Linked DNA regions of Bombyx mori: region 1 is linked to region 2. A link is a contact called in public Hi-C data. All regions are on one chromosome and are shown on one strand. Each heading gives the region's core, a stretch centred on a gene start, on an enhancer-like site or on the middle of the called end of the contact. The rest is flanking DNA. Distances are from core to core; before and after follow the strand shown. Region 1 holds the start of LOC101741727 (UPF0430 protein CG31712). Region 2 holds the start of LOC101740753 (longitudinals lacking protein, isoforms H/M/V).

Evidence for each region. Hi-C and Micro-C count contacts between places; a contact is called where the count stands out from the background.
Region 1: a contact with region 2 is called in a Hi-C map of posterior silk gland, with 2.3 times the contacts expected there. The contact joins the promoter of LOC101741727 here to the promoter of LOC101740753 in region 2. A contact is called at or near these places in 2 of 7 Hi-C or Micro-C datasets (middle silk gland and posterior silk gland).

Annotation. Positions count from the first base shown.
Region 1 is chr4:4,837,038-4,843,029 of ASM3026992v2, reverse strand. LOC101741727 (UPF0430 protein CG31712) reads right to left here and starts at 1,690. Exons shown (of 5, transcript XM_004929147.4): 1 at 1,288-1,690; 2 at 1,048-1,204. The coding sequence starts at 1,442. LOC101741583 (tubulin glycylase 3A) reads right to left here. Exons shown (of 6, transcript XM_004929146.5): 2 at 5,784-5,910; 3 at 5,589-5,699; 4 at 3,971-5,102; 5 at 3,378-3,893; 6 at 2,043-2,713. The coding sequence starts at 5,819. The coding sequence ends at 2,076.
Region 2 is chr4:4,611,645-4,617,829 of ASM3026992v2, reverse strand. It overlaps LOC101740753 (longitudinals lacking protein, isoforms H/M/V), which reads left to right and starts at 4,433. Exons shown (of 6, transcript XM_038010614.2): 1 at 4,433-4,729; 2 at 4,810-5,004; 3 at 5,995-6,132. The coding sequence starts at 4,547. LOC110386789 (lipase 3) reads right to left here and starts at 1,606. Exons shown (of 5, transcript XM_038010744.2): 1 at 1,414-1,606. The coding sequence starts at 1,551.

The DNA of each region.
Region 1 (5,992 bases), core at 441-2,940, 230 kb before region 2:
TAGTAAAATTGAACAGCTTATATGGCTAGTGTTTATGGTGGCAATGACCATCTTTAATACTGGCTTATATGGTTAGTTGTTCATGACATGAAAGTATCACCTATTTACATCAAAAATTGATGTATCCCATTATGTTACTACTTATCTTTGAGTGTGAACTGTTGATAGACTCTATTAATGTGTATAAAATGTGAAGCGTTAGAATACTAACTGACAAACTGCACTACATTTGATTATAGGTATTAACCATTAGGTATCAACTGGTATGACCTAGCTTCTATAGTATATCTAGATAGTATTCTATAGTATATCTTAGCACCTGCATGTATAATGTGTTTATTAAGTTAATAACATTCATAGCTATTTAAAATTATTTTTCAGTGAATTTAGTATTTTTTTATTTTTGAGTTTTTTTAGTTTAATTTTTTTCTAAGGTGACTTTTTTCAAAAATCCTTTCGCAATTTCTAAAATATGTAAGAAAATTCAGCACTAAAAGGGTTAATGCCTTCAAAGGGAGACACGAGAGCCAGCATACATCGTACCTAATTGTGAATGGTCACAATTATTGAGGAATATCAAAATAAAGTTACTCAACACCATGTTACCCTGAGAATTAATTAATTTGGGTGAGCGCTAGTTGAATTGTCCATTGAAACAGTTCCAATAAAAATATTACATTTTAAATTTATAAGACAATTTAAGGCCATGAAAGATTGCGAAATATTTTTTAAAAGTAATTACTAACAAGTCTTTTAATGACATCATTTATTTTGAAGTGTTTTCTTAAAATTCCTAGCCTTAAGCTTTATACAAGCTTTGTTAAACTAAGCAATAGTTCTAGTTAGCAAATTCATGTGATTAATGTTTTTTTAAGGAAAGTAGCATTAACACTGTCCATTTACAGACTTACACTGACGGCTAAAAAATAAACCTAAGCTCAGTTTGGAAGAGAAATATGCACATTGGTTAACCGCTCAGCACATAGACATTCCGTGCACTCTGCTAAGGGATCCTGAAATGTAATATAAATACTTTGTTGTAATCACCTTTTGTTCAGCTTCTCTTATACGTCTTTGTCTTTCCATTTCGGCTAGTCTATCGACTTCATCCATTTTGCTACGTCCTTTGGATTTTTTTCTGTTGTTCGAATGATCGTACGATGCATCGCTACTGCTAGACGACGATATAGAATGTGACCTTTTTCTAAAAATTACATTGAATAAGCAATTAAAATTGTTAGGTTAATTTTAATGTTTGTATACGTTTATGTAGGAGAACAACCTTACCTTGACTTGGAACTACGTTCTCTCGTTTTATCAGCATGTTTGGAGTTTCTGCTGCGTGATGTTGAGCGGTCTTTTGATCGGCTCTTTTTCCTCGAGTGTTTACTACTTTTGTGATGTCTTCTAGGCGATTTACTCCGTGACCTTGAGCGTCCCATATTTTTAGCAAGCTTGGTCAAGTGCTAACAGTTGCGTGTAAAAACTAGATTGTATTTACGAAATATTACGAATTATTAAACTAACATGGTTGGATCACGCATTTTAACAAGTAGGTACGTACAGATTATATTTGCAATTTTGACATGATAATGAGAGTTGCCAGGTGTAGTTTCTTAGAATTCTTTCAAATATTAAGTGTATAATCTATGTTCCCCACATTCGAACCAAATGAAAAAATAGATACATTACAGTATCGACCTGCTAAGTTAGTAAATCTTAACGAAATAACTTTAAAAAAGGGTCTTTGAGAGTAATGAATAACAACAAAATCTAAGAAATAAATCATATGTCATCGCTGTGAAACTTAATCAACTATTTCTTTAAACACACTGGTAAAACTATTTTGTTAAGCAGGTAAAGGTTTTCACAGCCCACATAGTATTCAGTTTTTTTTTCTTACATAAGCTGATAGTCTAGATTCTAGAGAAACTATATCAGCGTAACGTTAACTAGTAGGTGAGCTCAAAAACAGTGATGTTTTATGGAAGACTAATAATAAATTAAATGTTAAAATATTTTAAAAATAAAATAAGCGCATGAGAGTTTCAATTCATCTTTTTTTTCTTATAGATTCAATAATCCATTAAACTGGGACTCAGAGAACAAACTTCGTCTAATTTAGTAAAACTAAACAACCGATCCGATTCAAAATGTGCTGAACCAAAAAACGTTTCGTTTGATTCTTTCATCAGTGTTTTAATATTAGTCAGACTTTTAGTACTTTTTAAGCGAGTCAAAGATGTTTCAGAACACAACTTATAATTATCGAATAAATGCGATTTGAAATTCGGGAAATTTTCTAAAGAAGTCTCCATTTCCTTCCGTTCATCATTTATGAACAAATTTTCAGCGTCATCATCGAGAAACGATCTCACGGTTTTATGTGATGATTTTCTATTAATATCGTCTTTGTCACAATATAACTCATTATTTTCTAGAGGTAACATTCTGTCAGTACAGTTACTACTGTTATAAAACCGTTTTAATTTCTTCAATACAGCTTGAACGTCTCGTGGCTTATCCATATCGATGTCTTCAAAAGATTCTTCTAGTTTTATATTTCCTTTATAGAAATAATCGTGAGGTACAGGAAAACCTTTAACTATAAAATCAGCAGCTCCGCCGTAGTTAGGTGTGGTTATTGTCTGTCGGTATGCACATTCGAAATTGCCGGTCGAAGCATTTTTGTCAGCAGCATAATCTATCACAACTGGAATAAAAATAATATATATACTAACGCATTTTTAGGTGGGTAAAACCAGAACAGTTTTGCTGTAAGCGTCGTTGAATGTACGAGGTCGCGATTCTGGTGGTTGATTCTGCGAAGCACTGCTCTTCCTAGGGCTAGAGTTAGCAAATTCTCTCAGGTTGAGGCCGTTAGCTCACCTAACCTTTCCGGCATAGCTGGAATAGCCGCCTAGGCTACCAACAAATAAGTAGAAAAACACTGTACGAGAACCACAAATTTTTATACCATACATATCTATACTATCTATACTAATATATAAATCTACAGTAGTTTTTACGGATGTTCCGTTATAACTACTGAACCATGCATCCGATTGACTTGAAACTTGGTATCCGTGTAGAAAATATATGTATTTAATAGATAGGCTAATATTTATATGAGTGTTGGACTCCCTACACCAGTTGCGGGGGCGTTCATGATGAGAATCTTTGTGGGGGTGAAAAATAATAATGTTAATTTTAAATGCCCAGCGAAACGGACGGGTACAGCTAGTATTTTATATTATTTATATATTCGCGCGCCAACTGTCATCATAAGTTTCGATTCAATCAGATAAAAGAGGCACGACCGTATAGATCCCGAACAAAAACACTAAACACTTATTACTTCGGTATTTATATCAAACCTTTAATGACATCAGCTAAAACGGCCGGACAAATTTTCGCGGTGACTCGTGTGGTACTGTTGAGATCAGGGCATGCATTGATTTCGATTAACCAAGGCTTGTAATCTTTGTCCAGTAGGAAATCGCAACCGTACAGTTCAAAGCGATTCTTGCAAGCCGGCATTGTTTCTTGGCTACTAAGCATCACACCTGTGATTGTCTTTTTCATACCGGGATATATTAAATCATCCCACACCGAGGGTTTGCCGATTGCCTTTAAATAATCTTTATAGGTATCCAAATCCCACATATTGTTATTGGGTAGATCAGGATGGCGCTCTTCACAGTTCATATATCTCCTTTGTACGGCGTTGTTAGTTAAATGTATAGATTCATGGTAGTTTCCAAGGTTATATTTCTGAGAGCTGAACTTCAAATAACAGTCTTTATATATCCAAATAATCAAAGGATATGTACTGGTAATCAAATAATATTGCCTTATATCAAATTTTGTTTCGTGTATTAACATAGGCTCTTCTGTAAGTAAATTATTGGTAATGATAGAATAACATTAATTACATAAATGTCATAATTTAAATATTTCAAATTCTCACCAATATACTTTTGAATAACATATTTGCTATTAGCTTTAGCTATTAAATCATTAATTACTCCTAATTTGGAAGCAATCCGTATTCCTCTACCTCTAGAGCAATGAGCAGGTTTCAGAATCCAAACGTTGTTATACCCTTCACAAATAATTTGCGGTCGATACTTTTGTATTTCCTTCAGTAAAAATTGGGCATAGCTTAAATAAATTGGTATTTTTTCTTCTTTAGTAAGATGAAATAGTTCGTTTCTGGAGACAATGCGATAATATTTTTTCAAGAAGTTATTCCATTGATTCGAATTTACGCTGGTCAGAGAGCGATCGATGTCTAGATGTTGTTTTTGGAACAGATATTCTTTACATCTATTTAATGCAAACACCATAACGTTCAAAGAAATCTTTCCAGTCTCACAAAACACCGCCTTCTCGTTAGCGACCATTGAAAGTATCCACTTGAGTAAACCGGTGCACGCAGTTACTTTGTAGTCATTCACAAATGCTTCGGTTTCACAGCCTTCGTAACTATTGTAAGTGCGAGGAACGATTACATCTGCAGTGTTCTCTATGTAAAACCAGTCTTTTTGTTTTATCAACGAACATAGGCCTTGTTTTGTTGTCCAAGCTGTATCAATTTTTAATTTGTTACAGACAGTTATGTTTTCATTTTTCACATTCAAATTTGAATTTTGAACGTTTTCTTTATTGTACCAAACGAAATTCGGTATATAGCTTTCAACTAGGTTTGATAACAGCAATCTTTCAAGTTCACCGTGTATTTCGGTCTTGTTGGAAACATTTCCGTTTCTTAATTTAAGCAAATTCATATGATCTGGGTTAATTTTTTCGACCCAGCCTCTTTGCAATAATAATTTTCTGATAGTATTGCATGGGCCATAGATAGAAAATATTTTGCGATTCTGAATAGCGTTTAATGCAATATTTTTCAATTTCGAATACCTTGTAGATCTTGCTTGGCAGTTACTTATAATATAACTTTTTTCTTTGGATGATAGTCCAATACACCGATAGGGACTATTAATGACCGTGTTTTTCCGAGGATTTGATGATGTATTTGCAAATTTATTAAAAGGAGAAAGAATTCGTTTAAGTCCGCCTTCGTCTAAAGAACTTTTAATCTGTAAAGAAAAAAAAATGGCGCTGAATATATGTTTAGTGAGAGATAATAGTTATGATAAAACACATTTTAGTTTATCACAGTAACAGAGATGGACCTAGATATACTACCAGACTAAGTGGATCAAACTAAAATGTTCGATGTCCATTACGTGCTCTAGCTTGAATGTCGAAGAAAAGTTTTTATTATTTAATGAAATTTAGAGCTCATTTATTTATTTCGTGTTACGTTGGTTTTAAATTGTTACCGAGGCCCATAGATATCACAACGTGAACACCTCCTTAAGACGTGTGGTCGAAATCACAATTGAAATGTACATTACATGAATGTCACACTTTTTAAACCAGAACGCATGATTGTTTACGCTTCGCGATTCTTAACACTCGATTATACTACCCATCAAATTTTTATACTGAAGGATTTAAATAAAATCGATCCTTTTAAAAGTAAATACAAAAAAATAAGCTGGAAGCTAAAAGAAACTTACTCCAGTGGAAGTCGGTGTCGTTTTTTCATAATTATTCGATGTTGTACATTTAGTTTCGTTATGACAGCATTTCAGTTTTCCTTTACTAAGTAAATCAGATTTAACTTTTAGCTATGGAATAGAACGGACATCACTTTAAAATGAAATGATAAAAATATTTTTATTAATAATGTACTACCAAAGAAATGAATATACCTTTCTTTTTGAAAGTTTTTTCTTTTTGGAAGGCATCCTTTTGTGTTTACCTGTTCATCGTTTTTTTATTGAAGTGATTTTCTGAGATGCAAACATGTGTTTAAAGCTGTGTCAAAAACTTTGGAACCTAGAACACATACAAAGTTTTTTAGGATGTTCGTTCCCGTTGGATGCAGGTGGCATTGGACCGGCCGCACTGGAGATCAATT
Region 2 (6,185 bases), core at 3,184-5,683:
GGAGCTGAAGGGATCTAATGCAAGAGTTATTGGATCAGATGAATCCGTAAGGACGTGTCTAGGGCGATGACGGTGACTCGCTCCTGTGTGATCAGGATTCGGGGAGTAGTCAGCGGCAACGATAAGGCAATTATCATGACGCCTAACCCTATTGAAGTGGCGTTCCGACGCTGACTTCATGTGTTTGCGGATCGATTCGAGGCCCAGGTCCACGGAAACTGCGGAACCTGCAAAAGCGGGATTGTAGGGATTGGAGGATTACTATGTGTGTGCGGGCCGCGTGAGCGAACACCACACTCGCGTAAGTCATGACGGGTCTTATGCAAGTTTTGTAAAGTGTCACCTTGTTCCGAAGGGACATTTTACTTCGCTTATATATCATGGGGTAAAGTTTGTCGAGAATAAACGCGGCACGGTCGCGAACTGTTTTAATATGCGGGCAGAATGTCTTGGATACATCCAGGGTGAATCCAAAGTACTTGACCTTCCTGGCCCAGGAAATAGGTTGGCCAAAGGGTGATCGGGGCTGTGAGATTTCTCCTCCTAACGCGGCAGGAAATTCGTGTAGTTTCCCCTTTGAAATAGCAAGCGCGCATGTACTTTCGTTATAGATGTATACATTAGAAAATAAATACAAATTTTGTTCATTTTGTGATTAGAGGTCTGAAATGTTTCGAAAGAAACAGGCTTTGTTTAACTGAAATTAAATATCTAGCCAATACAATTAGGTACATTTAAATTTTACGAAATTTGTTTCACCCTTATGAAATGCGACGAAACGGAAACGAAACTCGAAATGTGATGCTAACATCGAACTAACATCGAGCTAACAAACGAACATACACATCTATGGAATTTAGTCTGCGATAGAATGAAGTAGAATAATTCTGAAGATTTGAATTGGGAACTGGATATGTTTTTATGTATTAGAATAAAATAAACATTCCATAATTAACAGTCCCAACCTGAAAATTTATTAAAGTAAAAAAACGTAAACAGAATACCCATCTTTCAAAAATATTGACTCCAAACCAATGGCGTAACGATCTTAATTCGCGCCCGCGGTGCAATACCTTTTTAGCGCCCAGTTCGAAAAACGTAATATTATATTATGTAAAATATACTCGCAAATTAATTAATAAATAAAGTCATAGTCTCAAGCTAGGCTTTAAATTTGAGAAAACAACACTAGATTTTAAAATGTATATTATATATTTTATGATCATATATAATTAGTTCAAAATATACTTATTGTTATTTAATTTACAGAAAACAATTACAACAAAAATAAAAAAAAATCAGAATTTTTTACTCCTTTGTGATCAGATCAATAGGGCAAATATATTATGCAATGTTAACATATAAGTTTGTAACTCACATCTGATTCTGTAGAAGGGATGTTTGTAAACTTACCGTATCTAAACGCGCATCTTCCAGTATACTTGGATCAGTGATCCTCTGAATATTTCTATAAAAGATTTCATCTGATATTTCTGCATAGCAGTAATTAGAAGAGAAAACTAAGATTGTCGTTATAAAATATCTAAACATGGTTTAGTGGTACTACGAGCCAACTACAATCCAGGCGATCTGTGGTCGATTGACTGAAATGTATCGGATTCTTTCACAAGAGATATATCATCACTTATTGATAAAGATAAGACAAGCTGCTGCGCTTAAGCGTTTCTTTATCATGTTTACTACTGTTATTAAACAAAATTACGTTATTATTTAAATATTTTTTATTATGTAATTGCATTATTTATTCGATTAATTTCAAAATTTACTTATTGGAATTATTAGAAAGTTGTAGCTGTAGGACCCCAACAGCTGAACCTCTCAGAAGTCAAATTGGAATAAATTTTTTGGGCAAAAACACAAGCCGCTTCTAGTATGACGGTATAACATAAATGTTAACAGAATTGTATGTAAATCACTCGGGGCAGAATCGATCGTGAGCACGCACGAATTCTTACCACCACTGTCTCTTTGCTGTGAAGTGATCATGTCATGGTTGTGATAGCATTCGTATTGTGGTATCGATGTGATTTGGTATCCATTTAAGACCAGTTTGACCATGAGTTGTTTCGTCAATCTATCCTCTTCACCCCCAAGTCTTATAATGTGACGCTGTTGTTCTTTACCCTTGGCGACATGTATACCTTATTCATCGTACGTACAAATCTGCTCGGACTGCGACACCGTGACTTTTTGCCATCGACATAGTTTGTTCATCTATGCATAACAATAAACAAAAAACAACATACGCTGTCGACACAGCCTTGGCTGAATATTAAATGCCGATAAGTGTCAGTATTTCGAAACCACTCGTTATGAAGGTGAGATAACAATTAATAGGTACAGTATTAATAGTTTTCATCAAAGATAAAACAAGTGTGTCCCTATTTTAGTTATTAAACGACCTTTTATCTGATTATGTTAGAACGGACGCAGGTGCTTCTATCGTGAACCGAAGTGTAGAGCCAAGGTTACCTAATTAATTTTAAAACTCATCAAGTTTCAAACTTCGGTATTGATATAGACAAAAAGGTTTATATTGTTCAATAACCAGATGGTAAATTGTTGACGCGCATAATGTCCGCTCATTGTCTAGGTAGTTGTTTTTGCTGTAGGTACAAAATAATATTAATTTCTATTCGGCACTTTGTTTTATTTCTTAATCGCAAAAGTTATAGCTATATTTTAATGGTTTTTTTTATTGCTTAGATGGGTGGACGAGCTCACAGCCCACCTGGTGTTAAATGGTTACCTACTGGAGCACATAGACATCCAGAACGTAAATGCGCCACCCACCTTGAGATGTAAGTTCTAAGGTCTCAAGTATAGTTACAACGGCTGCCCCACCCTTCAAACCGAAACGCATTACTGCTTCACGGCAGAAATAGGCAGGGTGGTGGTTTAGCTATTATGGCAGGAAGGGATATATAATTTGAGTGCTAAGTGGTTTTCGGAACTACGAGTAAACGCTTTTCCAAAATATCGCGAAGTGTTAATTGCATTGGAAAATGAATAGGTTCTGAGAGCACTGTTTCTCTGGCGCGGTCGCCTCCTTCCACCAGATGGTAAACTCGCAGAAGTCAAACGTAACTTTCCACGGTCCTTCAAATTGGAACACAAGGTTACCTACTTTGCGAGAGTTGAAAAAAATTAATGAGTTGAAAAACTTAGATGCTATGACAAGTAGATAGGTAAGTCGATAATTTTAGCTGAGTGTGCCAGAGTCTATGGACATATAATTCGGGATCGTCTATGAAATTTTCAAAGCTGAGTAGCGGTATTGAATTTGAATTGAATAGTGTCCATTAGATTTGGTAGCAACGATGAATTCAATTTGATTCTCTCCTGTCATAAAGGTTGCCGCAAACACGAAACATGAACGAGTACTTATATTCACAAGCTATTTAGCCGAAGCGTCGTTGTGTGAATTTGTTTTATTTTATTAACTTAGTGTTTCCTCAGATTTAAATGTGTTTTAATATTAATGTATTAATTGTTGTATATTAATCGTTCAAATCTGCGAAATTGCATAAGAGTGGGAAAATGAAACAATCGTTGGACGTGGTTCTTAAGAGTCCACTGATCTTTCATTGAATTTCCTACTGGGACAATAATTTATTTAATTTCATCTCAATTCATTACAACTTTAGACAAATCAACTTCATTTGCTTCCGCTCAGTTTTATGCTTCACATACCAATATACCTTTAGATGAATAGAATAATTGAATGTTTTGTAAACCCAACACTGGCAACAATGGCATCGCATAAAGAAAAAAAAAACACGTAACATTCTCCTGCCCTTCTCCCAGTCACTTGGGGTCGGCGTAACATGTTTTCACTTTACATCCTCTCTTATCATATACCATTTTTTCACTCACTCCCCTCTTACACATGTCGTCTTTCACGCAATACATGCATTTCTTCGTCTACCTCTTACTCAATTTATAATAATATTTAATATAAAATATAGACTCTGATCACGAATCAAATCTGGGTTTCCACACACTTATCAGAGTAACAAATGCACTATTAAAAGTAAATTAGTTGAAAGCTAACTTTTTAGTGGGACCTGAAGGGCGATGATCTGTGATTTTTTAAATTCGTAAGTGGGTGTTTCTCTACTTTTAAACAAGTCATATGTAATGACTGATTACTGTGAACAAATAGTGCATCGTCACAAAAATAAAATACTATAATATAGTGTGTTGATTTGGAGTATAATACTACCTGTATGGTTCTCTGAAAAAGCCAATTGAACTTTCAGTAAAGAGCCGTTTTTACTAAGAATACTAGGAAAAAAATATATCAACCTAATTTGCCTAAAAACATAAGATACCAACGGCCGCAAACAAATAAAAAAAAACATTGATTGTTGTGCATATATTAAGTGTATAATCTATGTTGTGGTGAGTAACATTTTTAATCTGTATCATTGTTTTCTTTTATTGAGTTTGATGTCGATTTGTGTTTTTCTATTATTTCTTCTACAAAATTATACCAAACTCGATGTGAAACTAGTGTAAGAATATGGCAAATCAAGAAATAAGTTTGAAATGGAACGGTTATCAGAGTAACATATTGACAAATGTGAAAGAACTTTATAGAGATGAAGGGTTATCCGATGTTACTTTGGTTTCGGATGGGCAGTGTTTTAAAGCTCATAAAGTGATACTATCAGCAAACAGTTCCGTTTTCAAATCAATATTTCAGGTATTTCTATATTTTTTATATTATTTATCGTTTAATTTTTATATAAAGATAATAATTGACGCCCACGCATTTTTTCACAGCAAAACCCCCACAAAGATCCGATTATAGTGCTACATGATATCAACACAGCCTCATTAAAGACTTTGTTGACGTTTATGTACAATGGCGAAGTTAACGTGACTGAAGAATTCCTTCCTATTTTATTGAAGACTGCTGAAATATTGAGGGTATGTGGTCTGTCCACTGGGAGTGAAGCTGCCACCAAAGATGATGAGGTTTGTACTCGGTTCATGAATGCTTTGTTAGTAACTATGTTAAGACAACCATAAATATTAGAAAAAATATCATATTTTATAAAACAAGTTTCTTTGTATAATTGAGAATGTTGATCCAAACAAAAGTGATGCTAACAAGTTAATGCTATAAATATTAGGTACTCATATTTACTAATATTACATTTTTTCCAATGAATGATGTACTGGCTCTGGATGCTTTGTATATGTAATAATAATAAATAATGTACCTCTAAATACAATTAAAATATTTTTTTGTTTTCTTCCTATAATATGGTATACCTATAATAAGTAACACTTAATTGGAACAAATTCTATTTTCCAAATTTGTTTTACACTTTTAAAATTATATTAGGTTTCCATTTACAGAAATTGTATAATTGCCTAGGGTGCTTTTTAAGATTTATCAAAATGATAACCCTTATACTCATATTTGTTAATAAAATATTTATAACTATTGACACCACACATGACATGCTTTTTTTACAAATAAATAGCTGACCCGGCAAACATTGTTTTGCCTTAAATAAGATTTCTAGGGAATTTCTAGTGTAGAAAAAAAAACTAACTTATTGTAAGTGTGTAAGGATGTGGTAAATGAGTGAAAGAGGTATGTAGTGCTGTGAACGATGAGGGAATATATAATAAAAATAACAAAACCTCATTCAACCGCATAAGTAATACCTCATTATAACAAAAAAAAATGTCCAAATAAAAAAAAATATGTTAGGGGTATGAAAAATAGATAGTAGCCGATTCTCAGGCTTACTGAATATGCATAAAAAAATTCATGAGAATCGGTCAAGCGGTTTCGGAGGAGTATGGGAACGAACATTGTGACATGACTATTTTATATATTAGATTTACATTCCATTTTTTAGTTTGGTTATTTGGTTTGGTATTCTAAAAGCATATTTTTTCATGCCTTTATATATTATGTTAGTGAATGATGTTGATTATCTATGGTTTTAGAAATCGGCTGGACCAGTACAACCAAAAAAACGCAAGAAAAGTGAACATGAAGATAATAATAATAAATGCAAGAAAATTTCTACAAAAGTCGAGACTCCACCTAATACAAGTATTACAATAGATGCATCAAACACTTCTGTGAGTAACTAACATATGAACATATGAACAAAATAATGTTTACTGAAGATTAT